Regions from separate parts of the Mus musculus genome. Here region 2 is linked to region 1. A link is a contact called in public Hi-C data. All regions are on one chromosome and are shown on one strand. The core of a region is the stretch at or near the end of the contact, and the rest is flanking DNA. Distances in the headings are between cores, read along the strand shown. Region 1 holds the start of Tmem245 (transmembrane protein 245). Region 2 overlaps Epb41l4b (erythrocyte membrane protein band 4.1 like 4b).

Evidence for each region. A called contact is a pair of places that touch in the nucleus more often than the background predicts.
Region 2: a contact with region 1 is called in a Hi-C map of LSK cells, with 1.6 times the contacts expected there. The contact joins the enhancer-like site here to the promoter of Tmem245 in region 1. A contact is called at or near these places in 3 of 484 Hi-C or Micro-C datasets (B cells, LSK cells and nephron progenitors), 1 of 115 datasets of contacts at active chromatin or transcription factors (embryonic stem cells) and 2 of 9 other capture datasets (adipose tissue and liver).

The regions. Positions count from the first base shown.
Region 1 is chr4:56,944,750-56,951,519 of GRCm38.p6, reverse strand. It overlaps Tmem245 (transmembrane protein 245), which reads left to right and starts at 4,091. Exons shown (of 18, transcript NM_001369260.1): 1 at 4,091-4,675. The coding sequence starts at 4,109.
Region 2 is chr4:57,025,283-57,032,052 of GRCm38.p6, reverse strand. It overlaps Epb41l4b (erythrocyte membrane protein band 4.1 like 4b), which reads left to right. Exons shown (of 25, transcript NM_001355492.1): 19 at 4,377-4,444. Among named protein-coding and RNA genes, the nearest start is that of Gm34738, 21 kb to the left of the region's middle. Within about 2 kb of position 3,877, at least 38 of the 459 cell types and tissues checked have an H3K27ac peak or open chromatin away from gene starts, as enhancers often do. A contact at or near this core is called in B cells and LSK cells, where this site is marked.

The sequences.
Region 1 (6,770 bases), core at 2,842-5,341:
TCTGTGAGTTCGAGGCCAGCCCAGTGTATAGTGCAGTTGTCTTTGCTGCTTTGTGGTCGCCCCCCCCCCCCCCGCACCCTCTAACCATACCCCCTAACCACACCCTCATTTCAGCCCATCACTAGATAGGAGAGAAAGGATAGAAGGGAAAAGAGAGAGATAGAGATCCCTGAATCTAATTTCTTCTTGTTTTTTCTTTGCTTGTAGCTGGTCTTTGCTACTTTGTGGGTTCTTCTCTTTCCCATCTTTTATCCCCCAGTTTCACACTTATCACCAGATAGGAGAGAAAGAAAGGTAGTGGAGCGAGAGAGAGACATAGAGATCTATAAATCTAATTATGCTTTTTATTTCTTTGAGCATGACTACTAACAAACCATAATCAATGCCCCCTCCCCCTGATGACCAACAACTACCTGCCCTACCTCCTAGGGCACTAGCATTTATATACCCTCTGAAAATTTCCCAGAATTCCAAAGGTCACACAATTATAGAAACCATCTGCAGCTGGCAAAGCCAAGCCTCTGCTAGAGCACAAGGCAAATCATAGTCAGCTGCTGGAAAATATCCCTATATCCCCCACTCCTGAGATGAAAACAAAAACATATTCTTATAGTATATCTGTTTTTTTTTTTCAAAGAAAAAACCAGCAAAATTCCAGAATTGTCACCAGAGTGAGTTACAGAACAGCCAGAGCTACCCAGAAAAAGTCTGTCTTGGGGGGCAAAGACATAAATGTAGGCATTAACCAAAAAACATTAGTAGGGTACAAGTAGGTAAGCTATATCAAGGAAGGGAAAACTCTATTAAGTATTTAGATATTCTCTGATGACATTCTTAGCTTTTGGATGGATAAGACCTAGTGGGTTGCTAAAACTATATTTTAAAGGTTTTACCTTATGGTTAGAGGATGTTAGGTTAGACACAGGGGTGGGCAATGAGTGGCCATTAAGGGGACTATAAAAACAGCCAAGATAATTTGGCTCTGAATCTGCAGTGTTAACTCTCCACAATTATGAAGTTGTAGTCAAGTTTTCAGCGGTGCAGCATCTTCCACACAGGTGTGGCCTTTATCTCTCGCCTTGTCTCCCAGCTCTGCAACGCAAGAGTCCTACAGCTCAGTCCTTTGACTCTCCTGGCAACCAGATGTGTGTTTGAAAGTCTCAGGATCATGCAGGAAGCACAGACCGGCCGTTGGGAAATGAAAGCACACATTCATTCTCTTGCTTGGTACGTTTTGAGCTCTTACTCCGGATCATGAATATCCTTGGCTGTGCCAGGTCATAGACACACAGAACTGGAGCAGACCCAGTCCCTGCTCCGTAGGAGCTCTGTAGGAAGAAAGATACATCAACCAGCAACTTTGACAGCAGCATGCTGAGTCCTATGGGAGGTGAAAACCAACCAACCCAGAGTATTACAGGAGGCCATACAAATACTTCTCAGTTTATAACACCTCAGTTTCTCTTCTATTAGAGTTCTTTTCTTCACTGCAAATTCTACCCGATGCCTGTCAGTTCTCTTTGGCCGTTAGAACCCTTTTGAAAGGTGCAGCAAGTTCCCTTTTCATTGAGACTTGGGAACAGAGTATAGTAGGATGACAGAATCTCTTCCATTTGCTGAGCTGGGGCCCCAACACAATTCAGGCAACACTCACAGGCCTTGTACCCTTTGGTAAAGAGTTTGCTATGTGACTTATTGTTTACAGGAACTTAGGTTTTGTAGTTGAGAGATTTGCCGGCTTGAGGGATCATTTGGATGCACTTTGAGCCCTTTTTGTTAGGAGACAGGAAGCCAGACCGGAAGTAGCCACCCACGGAGGAGGCTTTGCTGTTGGGTACAAGTGACTGGCTTGAGTGACAAAAGGCACAGATTCTCTAAGCTCTTCCTGCACTCTGCTTTGGCTTTACAGGGATTAGAAGTTTGAAGGATGGAACGTCAGAAGCACTGCCCATCTTATGCTGGGCCCTGGACTCTGAGCTTTGAGCCCCCGGGTAGCATGGGTGTTCGGTGCTGACTCACAGCTCTGAGCACGTGTCAAGCACCTCCCATTCCCAAAAGGTTTTAGCTATGAAGGTGACGCCTTGTTATATAAAGAGCAGCTCAAGTCAATGAATATGTGCACTGACAGCAAATCTGACTATAATTTGCGATGGTGATATCAGGGGGTCTGAACAAAGCAGTTACATAGCTCAGTAAAATGTTTATACAACTGACACAAACATTTGCTGACTGAGACTTCAAAGACCCCAGACCTATGAGCAAGATGGAAAGGAGAAAGGAATTCCTTTTCCTTCCCCACCCCCGCCTTTTACATCCAGGACATAGTTAGCAATGTTTCTTCATATGGAAACTACCATATTTATATTAGAACAGAAAGAGAAGACACGCTGAAAGTAATATGAAAGTTTACTGAGAACAGGAAATAGCTATCTCTTATGGTGGACTCCTCCCACACTGCGTACTCCATAAAGATGTAAAGGCCAGCTCTCTCTTTTTCCCTTCCTCCCTCTCTCCACTTATATCTCTTCCTTCTGTCTCTTTCCCAAATAAAAATCCTCTTCACTGTATTTTATAGGAAGCAGGCTTGGATCCCAACACTTTTTCCTTAGGGCGGAAGAACCCCCGCACTGCTCAGGGCTTGTTCTTTTTCCACAAGCACCCTGTAGTAAGAACTCTGATTTCCATTATCCCTTGCCAGAGAGAGCATTGCAGTGGGGAGCTTTGCTGACCTGACCCCCCAGGTACTAAAAGCAAAGAGTGGCTGTTTAACATTCTGCTATAGGTATTCTGAGGTATTTAGATTGCTCCCATACTGAGGCTCCTAAATCTGTATGAGGCACAAAAGGTTAATAGTCACAGCACATTATGGTTCTCTAAGGAACTTTACATGTGAGTATAAGAAAAGTTCCCTAGAAATTCAGCCATGATTACAGAGTCTGTAACATTTCAGCTGCTGCTGTAACCCAGGTGTCATCCATTAGGAATCTAGGAAGTGAGGAAGGCAAGGCTTGCCTTGTGTGAATAGTATTCTACCCAGCTGGAGGAAGAGGTGGAGCTCAGAGGTAAATTAGCAGGGATGGGAGGAAATAGGGCATTTCTCCGCGGCCCTCAGAGAGAGAGTGGAAGGGCTTACACGCTTAGGAAGACATGTGTGAAGCTCGGTATATATACACCGTTTTAATATCGTTTTCCTGAAGTCAGTCTTCATGTTTGTATCTACCCGTGTTGAATTAAATGGGACAATCACACAGTTTACCACTGATCTACACCCATAGCCTTTCAATAGATACTATCAAAGGGCTCCTAACAGGATCCCCTGTTCAGTTCAGTTAGCATAGACAGAAAAACTACAGAATAAGCGTCCACAGTGTTAACCTGCTTCACCTACTTGGAAGCTGTACGAGGCCAGGTACTTAATTTCTCTGCGCCCCTTGTTTTCTACAAAACAAGACTAGTAGCATCTCTGTAGGGGTGTTCTAAAGATAAAATGAGTTGGTAGGAGCCAAGCACCTAGACCAGGCAATAGCTACTTAAAACCCTGTCATATACATAAGAGAACACTTTAAAACGTGTTTAAGAGTGTGTATTATTCTTCCAAAGGACCTGAGGTCTATTCCCAGCATCCAAATAAGGCTGTTCACAACCTCCTGTAACTCTGTCTGTGGGGATTAGACACTTCTGGCTTCTTTGGTCACCCACACATGTTACATACACACGATTAAAAATAAGTATTTATTAAATAAATCAGTTAAACTAAGTCTGTGCATCAGTGTTTTTAGACATACAGCTTGTGTTTTCCATCTCTGAGTCTCTTTTGAGATCCTGTCTCCGGAAAAGTTGACATCAATTAAAGTATCCGCCCCCGCTCCCAACCCCATTTTCTTGGACCCCCTCAAAACTTGTTACCTGGTCCCTGTGGGACCATTGGGCCCAAGGGCGGAGGCATTTGCGTTCAGCCTCTTGGGAGTTGTAGTTTCCTTAGGTTCTGGCGCATGCTCCACCGCACGCTGGGAACTACAAAACCCACAAATCCTCGCTGCACCGCCCTCCTCCGCCTCGCGTTCCTCCCCCGCTCGCAGCCCCGCCCCTCGGTCCAGGCAGAGGCGCGATGGCCGACCGCGGCGGCCCTGCTGAGGCGCCCAGCCCGCGGGGCTCTCCCCGGCCAGAGTCCCGGGCCCCGCGCACGGTCGGGCCGGGCGAGACCCCGCGTACCGCGGCGCTGGCGCTGCGCTTCGATAAGCCCATCAAGCAGGCTTTCTACAACACGGGCGCCGTGCTGTTCGTGTGCCTGTGCTGCGGCGCCGCGGTGCTCGTGTACTTCATCCTCGAGGCCTTCCTGCGGCCGCTGCTCTGGGCCGTGCTGTGCGGCACTTTCCTGCACCCGTTCAAGAGCTCGCTCACGCGCCTGGGCCGCCTGTGGCTGCGGCGCCTGCACCGCGCGCACACGCCCATCGTGCTGGCCGCGCTGCTGCTGCCGCTCTGCTTCGCCGACTACGGCGTGGAGGCGCTGGGCGAGCAGGCGCTGCGCCGCCGCCGCCTGTTGCTGCTGCTGGGAGCGGGCGGCCCGCTGCTCTATGGGCTCTACTGCCTGGGCAGCTACCTGGGCGTGCAGGTGCTGCTGGCGCACGCGGGCGCGCTCATCTGCCGCGGCCTCGACTACTTCAGCAGCCTGTGGGTGAGTGAGATGGGGGAGTGCGTGCGAGGTTGGCGGGACCCGGGACGCCGCGACAAGGCGGCCAAAGGTCCTCCAGTGAGCGCCTTCCCACGGCCGAGGGACTTGGCGCGCTTCCTTCCAGAGAGGCGGGTGTGATTTGAAACCCGCCCTCCGCTAGGGAAAAGGTCCTTTGGCTGAGTTCAGTTCTTTCACCCTAGTTTGTGTGTGACTCTGGGCGCTTTCGAGAACTGTATTACTTATGTGGGGGCCATTGCGACCCGGTCTACGTTAGCAATGGACTGCGTTAAAGGAGAGAGATACCAGGTGTCAATCGAGGAACTTCAGAATTGGAAGGAATCGCAAAGATAATCTTAGAGGCGAATTCCTGACTCAGACTACGTCGCAGGCTGGTTAGTTCACATATTTATCGGGCAAGGTTAAAGTGAAGTGGTTATTTAATGCTTAAGAATCTTAAGAATGTTGGTTGGTAAACTACCACAGGGGCTAAGAATGCAACGCTGGAATAGCGAGATCCTAGACAGCGCGAGATCTAGCGTGTATACACCCCATACTATTTCACCTTTATTCACTTTGTTACTGAAAAAGTGAATATGCCCTGAGATTATTAACGTTACAAAGTAATTGCCTTTCTTTGCTAGAGCAGGTTTAAACTTGCCAAAGGTAGATTGCTAATTGGTCCCAGGATCATGAGGTCATCTCTTGGTTCTTGTTTAAAGTTGATTGAAGACATTGTCAGGTACTTTTCTTCGGGGTGTATAGGAGTACTTTTGCGGGGGTGGTGGTGCTGGGGGTGTCATGTGTGCTACTGAGTTGTACCTTCAGCCTCATAAATTAGCATATCCTAATGGAACAGACATACACAGAGGTAAGTGTACACTTCTCACAGTTGTGGGCCACAGGTTCAGTTAGTGTGACCGCCTTAAAGATGAATAGCTTACTGTCAAATCTGTGGCTGTCAAATCTGTTTGTGCTGGGGACCAAACCCAAGTGTTAGTGGGCTTGTGCTGTAGATACTGAGCTGTAGCTCCGCTCCTGTTGTTTACTCTTAAGTTAAATACAGGGGCCCGGAGGTTTTCCACTTGCTGCTCTTCCAGATGTCTTGAATTCTGCCCCTAGCCCCCATGTTGCATCACTGATAAGTCTCCTCTACTTCCAACTTCAAGAGCCCCAGCACCCTCTTCTGATTTCTCCAAGCACCTGCATACACATGAATGTTTCTTACCTATCCTTAAATAAAAATAATAAAAATAAATCTTTAAAAATAGTTTTTAAAAAAGGAAGCTAAAAGCAACTCAAGTTCACGCAAACTCATACATCTAATAAATTGTTGAAATTCCAAAAAAAAGTCAGAAAAAAAAAAGGAAGCTAAAATCAGTGTCCTTTTGTTGTTGAAGAAGTCAGTTTACGTGGATTAAATTCCTCGAATAAAAGACCATTATGTGTGTATAAGAAAAGTCCTCAAGAAATTCAGCCATGATTACAGATTCTGTAACATTTCAGCTGTCATCCATTCAGGTGTCATCCATTGAATCTAGGAAGTGAAGAAGGCAAGGCTTGCCTTGTGTGAATAGTATCCTTTCCAGCCAGAGTAAGAGGTGGAGCTCAGAGGTAAATTAGTAGGGATGGGAGGAAATAGGGCATTTCTCCTCGGCCCTCAGGGAGAGAGTGGAAGGGCTTACACACTTAGGAAAATACCTGTGAAGCTCAGTCTATATACCTGTTTAGTATCATTTTCCTGAAGTCAGTCTTCATGTTTGTATCTACCCGTGTTGAATTAAATGTGACAATCACACAGTTTACCATTGATCTACACCATAGCCTTTCAATAAATACTACTAAAAGGCTCCTAATACAGTAGTTTGGTCACAGTGATGGGAGAAAGGGAGATGAGGAGGGAGTTACAAAGCACAACAAGCCCATTATAAGAGACCGTTATGAGTGAATTAGAGCATGAGGACTAAGCTGAGCTGGGTGCCTGCAGGTTGAGCTTACCTGGCGACAGACAACTGTCAGAGTTGAGTTCTGCCAGTGCCGATAGGGGTCGGACGTGGATGAAGTGAGGCGTGTTAGCCTGCACCTGACACTGGTTGAAGCT
Region 2 (6,770 bases), core at 2,628-5,127, 81 kb before region 1:
GGGACAATGACACAGAACCAGTCAAGGTCTAGTATGGAGATAGGAGCCACTTCTTGGTATAGGAGCCTGGATATTGTTGTTGTTGTTGTTGTTGTTGTTGTTACATTTTATCTCTTTGTTAGGAGGGGTGCAGGGGCTCATGCCATCGAATGCTTGTGAAGGACAAGGGACCACTTTCGGGAGTCAGTCCTCTCTGCTGTGTGGGTCCTGAGGATTGGACTCTGGTTGTCAGCCTTGGCATCAGGCACTTTTACATGCTGAGCTGCCTCACTGGCTCCAGGAGGCCTGGGTTTTAATGTAAAGAATTGCTAGTGGGTGTGGTTATTATTTATGTAAGCGAATGGATGACAGGGAAACGAGAGAGAGACAGTGGCTCTTACGTGCTAGTTGCATAAGGGCTCTGAGCAGAGCTGTCCCTTCCCTGAGGGTTCAGGAAGTCACTGTGGGGGTAGTGATCCTCATGTCTAACCAGCTCCCTGAACTACACTTTGAGTCACACTTCTCCAAGAGACTGGAGGTGGCAACTCCGGAAACACTTTCCATCACAAGAGCAGGGGAACAAAAATGTAAATGTGGACATTTGAGTGCCAGGAGGAAGAATCCCACACAGGTGAAACTTAAACTCATGAGTTCAGGTCCCCATAGCCTCCTCTTGTATCTAACTTCATGAGTTACATGTGGCCTGATCCCATACTAAGGGCTAGGGGTGACAGGCCCCCACAGCCTGGGGAAAGGAGCTGTGTCCATGATGGGCAGGGTGACACAGGATCTCCTGGTGCTGCCATACTGTAACCTGATTTAGATGTTCCTGTGGAGGAGTGGGGTACTATAGTTGAAGAAGCCAGGCTGGGGTAACCCAAAAGAATGTAAAGCCGAAAATTTCTCCCCCTGTAGTGCCCCCTGTTGGCAAAGGAAATTTTGTTTGGGGCTTCTCATCCCAGATCCGTGGAGGAGGGGTGAATTTGGAGATAAAAGAGAGGATAGTGTAATAACTGACATAAACCCTCTGATTGGCACCATAGCACATATCACTGGCTCCATAATGGCCATTAATTACACTCTTTATGCCACCCTAAATGAGGGTTCTAAGGCAGTGGCCCCAGTCACAGGTCGCCTCTAAGGAGAAACCCATTGGCCATCCCTGCCCTGAAAACAGCATATAATAAGCTATAGTCGGCTTGACAAGATGACTCAGTGACTCAGTTCAATCCCTGGACCTATATGGTCGAAAGAGAGAGCCAGCACCTTAAAGTTGTCCCCTAATCTCTTACGCACACCATGGCTGGCGTGCGCACAAACACACACACAGTAAAAAGAGATTTTTAAGGCTACAGTTGTCCAAGTGCTCATTAAAACAATATGTAAGAATGGACAGTCCTTATGAGTCTACTGTCTATACTTACATTGTGAAGAGTACATACTCGAAAATATCTTCATTCTCTACCTACATATATAACAATCTGTATGATTTGAATCCTCCCAGAAGATGCTGTGAGAAACAAGAGCAGACTTACAGGGTTTCTTCCACTGGGAGGCCATGATGGAAACAGGAGGTATGGACCATGTATTGGAAAGCCGGATGGTCTGGTTCTGTCTGCAGTTCTCAACCTTCCTAATGCTGCGACCCTTTAATACAATCCTCCCGTTGGGCTCGCCCCCAGCCATAAAATTATTTTGTTGCTTGTTCATAACTGTGATTTTACTAATCTTATGAATTGCAGTGTAAATATCTGATGAGCAGGATGTCTGCTATGTGACCCCTGTGAAAGCGTCATTTAACCACCAAAGGGTTGCAACCCCTGGCTCAGGTTTGAGTCCTGATCTGTGTCTTAATGATGTCATTTTTTTATTTTGGTTAGGTTTGGTTTTTTTTCAAGACAGGGTTTTTCTGTGTAGACCTGGCTGTCCTGGAACTCACTTTGTAGACCAGGCTGGCCTCAAACTCAGAAATCCGCCTGCCTCTGCCTCCCGAGTGCTGGGATTAAAGGCATGCACCACCATACCTGGCTAGTGATGTCATCTTAAATTCATGTATTAACTCCGCGGACTTCAGCTGTTTTGTACGGGATGGGGATCAGCTGGGTCTGGCAGTATACACAGGAGTCCCAGGCACTTGGGAAGCTGATACAGAAAAGTCTCTACGATCCAGAGCTAGAGACCAGCTTCAGACAACAAGGGGCTGAAGAGACAGCTCAGAGGTTAAAAACCTTTTCTTTGCAAGCTTGAAGATTGGAATTTGGACCCCAGCATGCATATACAAGCCAGGTGTGATCCCATCCACACCTGTCATCTCAGCTTGTTGGGGAGGCAGAAGGGTTGCTGGGGTTGGCTAGATACCGGCCTGGTTGAAAAGCCACTAGCTCCAGGTTCAACAAGAGACCCTCAAAGGTAGATAGTAATGAAGGAGGACACATGACTCCTTTCTCTAGCCCTGCATACCTGAACACACACATACACCATACACCCGTACACATTACACACTCACAAATTAAAGAAACCCAACAAAACAAAACAAATTAAAAACAACCTCCCTAGGTAACTGTTAAGATTAAAGAATAGCACGGAGATCCTGACGAGCGTCTCACATCACCTCAGGACATACTGGTAGGAACAATCACAGGTTAAAGCTAGGGAATTGTTGGGGACACTGACTGCTCTGGGTGATGGCAGTTGGCACTTTTTACAGGACAGCCAGGTTGACGCCTTGCCTCAAATTGAGTGATTGCAGGGCTGGCAGGGTAGCTCAAAGGATGAAGGCAGTGGGTGCCAACTCCGGTGACCTGAGTTCCATCCCTAGCAACTACATGGTGGAAGGGGAGAGCCAGCTCCCCCAAGTTAACCTTCGGCCTCCATGTGCGTACTGAGCAAGTGCACACGCAAGCACACACATATATACATAAGTATAGTAAGTAAGTGAACCTCAGCTGTCTCAGGTCTCAGTCGCATCTGATTGTCTTACCTGCTCTCCCACTGTCATTTCTGTATATGCTGTTTGTCCTATCACCAAGCAAATAAAACTGTACATGTTTTATAGCCTATAAAGTTGATGTTATGCATATCAGGAAGGTCTGCTGTGTTCCCAGAGGCCTTGCGCTCACAGAGCAAGATCCAGGTTTCTGCTATAGAAGAGGTACTATGTGTCAAAAATAATTCATTTGAGAAAGTGTGGAAAAGGAGGGGATATAGACCCAAAGAAAAGAAAAATATACTGGCTCAGACAGATAAAAAGGAAGGCCCTGAAAATAGTGGAAGAGGAGAGAGGAAGGCGTGAGATCAGTAAAGCCGGGAATGCTGGCCCTGCAGTGCTCACCCATCACTGTAGGAAGGATGCACCCACTCACCCACCCTCCAAAGCAGCATATTAGCCACGTATAGATTTTGAGAAGTCCTCAAGGAAACCTGCTCTATTTTCCTTCTTTCTAATGGCACGGGCTACTTTGTAAATGGCTCCCACTCTCCTCCCCCGAACTAATGTTCTCCGGAGCTACCCTAGGAATCCCTGGGTTGGTGTAGCTTGAGAGTTTGTGGTGAAGAGCTGCTGTATGCAGCCCAGCATCCTGCCAGGGGCTAAACACCAGTTCCCTATGGGGTCAGCACAGAGCACAGGTGTATGGAAAGGAAGCCAGAGGTACTGTCTTGTTTCTGGCTGTAGAAAAGACCCTGACAGGAGCTGTCTCTGGATTCGTGTGTGGACTGCTGTGTCCTCCCCCCACCCCACTCCCGACCCCCCTGTCTCCATGACATTACTGAGCGTCCATTCAAAGCAGAGGCTGAACACAAGGGCTCTGGGTGGGGCATCTTCCCCACTGACTGCCCGTGTACATGCTATTCGGCTGGCTGTGTGGGTGTCCTTTCCTCCCTTTTCATTCTCAGGGACTCACCAGAGGAAGGAAGACAAGACTCGTATTAAAATCAGATGACATCATCCCTTCCGGGATTGCTCCTCTGATATACAGGACTCCAAGTTCCTTTTAAAGCTGTAACTGTAAATGCTACGCAAACCTGTAGCCCATTCTCGTTCTTGATACACAGAGTGCCGGAAGGGACTGAACTGTGGGGTTGCTTTTCCCACACGTTTCCTTTCTCACTAAGGCAGGAGCTGACACATAGCAAGTGCTCAATAAAAGTATGAATGCAAGCGTTGATTGAATGTTCAGTTTCCGCGCCTTAAGCCTCAGTAGCAGAAATGACTCAAGGAAACTTTTTTGTCGTTGTTATTTGCTGTGAAAACAGGATAACTTTGTGATTGACTAGACAACCTAATGAATTAACCTCTGTGGTCCTTCCTATTGCTACAATCCTTTGGATGCAGAAGACCTGAGAGCATTTTTACATGCCAAGCTGTTTACATGTGATTCACTTGTTTTCGTTAACAGATTGGAAAAGAGGAGCCCTCATTTGTAAATATCAATAAGAAATCGAATCTCCAGGATACCAATGTCAGGTCTGTTGGTTCTTGTTTGAGTGGGGAAATGACACTGCATTATGTCGGAAGTGTTGCCCCACCCCCACCCCCACCGCCCTGCCCGGGGTGAGGGAAGGAGGGACAACCCGGGTGACAGAAGTAGAGAGGGAAAACAAAGGGGAGAGAATAGGGGCTCAAAGAAACCAGTTTAAAGACTTCCTGTTGCTTATTCCTAGCTTAACATTACTGCCCGCTGAGCTAGCAAAGAACCCAGCCTCCTTGAGTGGTTTCTGGACCATGTAGAGCTGACCTCAGTTCCCAGAGTGGCGTCATCATCATCGTTGACAATACAGGAAAGAGAACCCTTCCCCGTCTGGCTTCTGTTCGATGCTCTTCCTTGGGTTCTCATTTCTGAACTTTGTCAGGACTGGAATCACATGGATTCACATTGACCCTCTTAGCCACTATCTCCACACCCCATGCCTCAGGGGAATCCCGCCTCAGCCCAAATAACTGACAACATGTCACCAAGGCAGTCTTATTGGCATTTTGGTGGTCTGCCATCCTCTGCTCCTCAGAGTACTTTCCTCAAATGTACAACAGCGTCTCTTATTGACAATCCCAGGTCCTGGCTGCAGAGGTTAACTCAGTAGTAGAGAGCCTAGCATGCTCAAGGCCCTGGGTTCGATCCCCAACCACGCCAACCAGACGAATTGAAGTAGACTCTGGAGTCCCACCTTAGTCCTTGAGATCCTGTGTGTGTGGTTGGGGGTGGGGGGATGAGAATGGAAGGAGGACAGAAAAAGCATCTTAGTGAATGCCTGGGTATCCTAGGGAATGGTTATACTCAATGCTCAAAGCGAAAGCTAGCATTTCTCTATGTTGTCTTAATGGCAGTCTGTATGGGTCCCTCCTGGGCTTTACAGGGACTTATCAGGCTGAGGTCCAGGTCAGTTGGAGAGTACTTTTCTAACATATACAAGGGCCCAGGTTCTGTCCCCAGCACTGGGAAAAGCAAAACTAAAAGACCCTTTCCACTCTGCCCACCATCATTCCTTCATCTGTCTCCATTTTGGAGAACAGCACTATTATCTATTTCCTCCCCAAGCTTGAAACTCAAGAGTCCTTGTTCCCACCCACCCGCCTCATCCCCTCACCTAATTGGTCATCAAAACACATCAATTTGAGTTATATTATCTCATAGAAATCTGTTCAGGACCTTAATCCCTGCTCTTCCCAGCCATTCCTTGTCTCCTATTCTGGATCACTAATACCCTGACTCTCCCATCAATATGTCTTCATGGCTCTGAGGACCTTTCTACAATGCAAACCTCATAGTGCCCCTCCCCAGACTAAAACCTTTAGTGACTGTCACTGCCTTTAGAATAAACTACTCAGCCTGAGGTCCTCCCTACCCCTTACCCTTCTGCTGGGGCCCCTTTAATGTCAGGGTGATGGGGATGGTACCCTACATTCAGCCAGGCCTCTGCTGTCTCTCCCATTGGTGTCTTCCTTGAATGAGACAGAGAACCCTAGGATGGGGTCATTTTAGGCCCTAGGGTTCTGGCCTGAGGAAACCATGAATTCAGCATGTTGACTCAGAATCCTTATTTATTCTTTACTGTGTCCATCCAACAGACACTTGCTAGGGACCAACTGCACACTTTCCACATACTAGAAGAGGAAATGGAAGTGCAGAAGTGGCTTGCTGATCTGTCAGGGTCCCAGCTCAGGGCCTCAGCTGGGTCTCAAGACCTCTTTGGTGTTACTGAATTTTTTTTTAAATATCAAATTAGTCATGACCATAAAAATATATTAAAGATTTTTTAAAGTTGCTGTTTGGGGGCTGACGAGATGGCTTTAGTGAGTATCAGGTCCCACCCTCAAGGCTGAGGACCTCAATTTAGTTCTCAGATGCATATGGTGGGAGAACTGACTGCCGTAGGCCCTCTGCTCTTCAGCCTCTGAACACACATAGAGAATACATTTTTAAAAAAAGATAATTAAAAAAAACAGTTTTAAATGAAGCCATTGGGTCACCATAAATGATTGAGGAAAAAATAAAAGGAAACTTTAATATATTTTTGAATGAAAAAAAACTAAAAGGAATAAAAGGAAAAAGAAAGGATAGGACTGCTCCTAGCTGTGGCTGTGGCTGGGGAGAAAGTTTATCGTAGATGTGCAGGAGAGCACAGCCAGGGGCAGGGACATCTGGGGGAGTCCAGAGTGAACATGACCTTGAGCCAGGCTCAAGGTGAGGAATGGGGGAGGGGGGAACTAGGTGCCTCAGCCAGAGGACAAAAGTACAAAGAAAGCAGATATACAAAATAGTTGGGTTATATAGGGAAGAGCAGCCCAGCTGGGT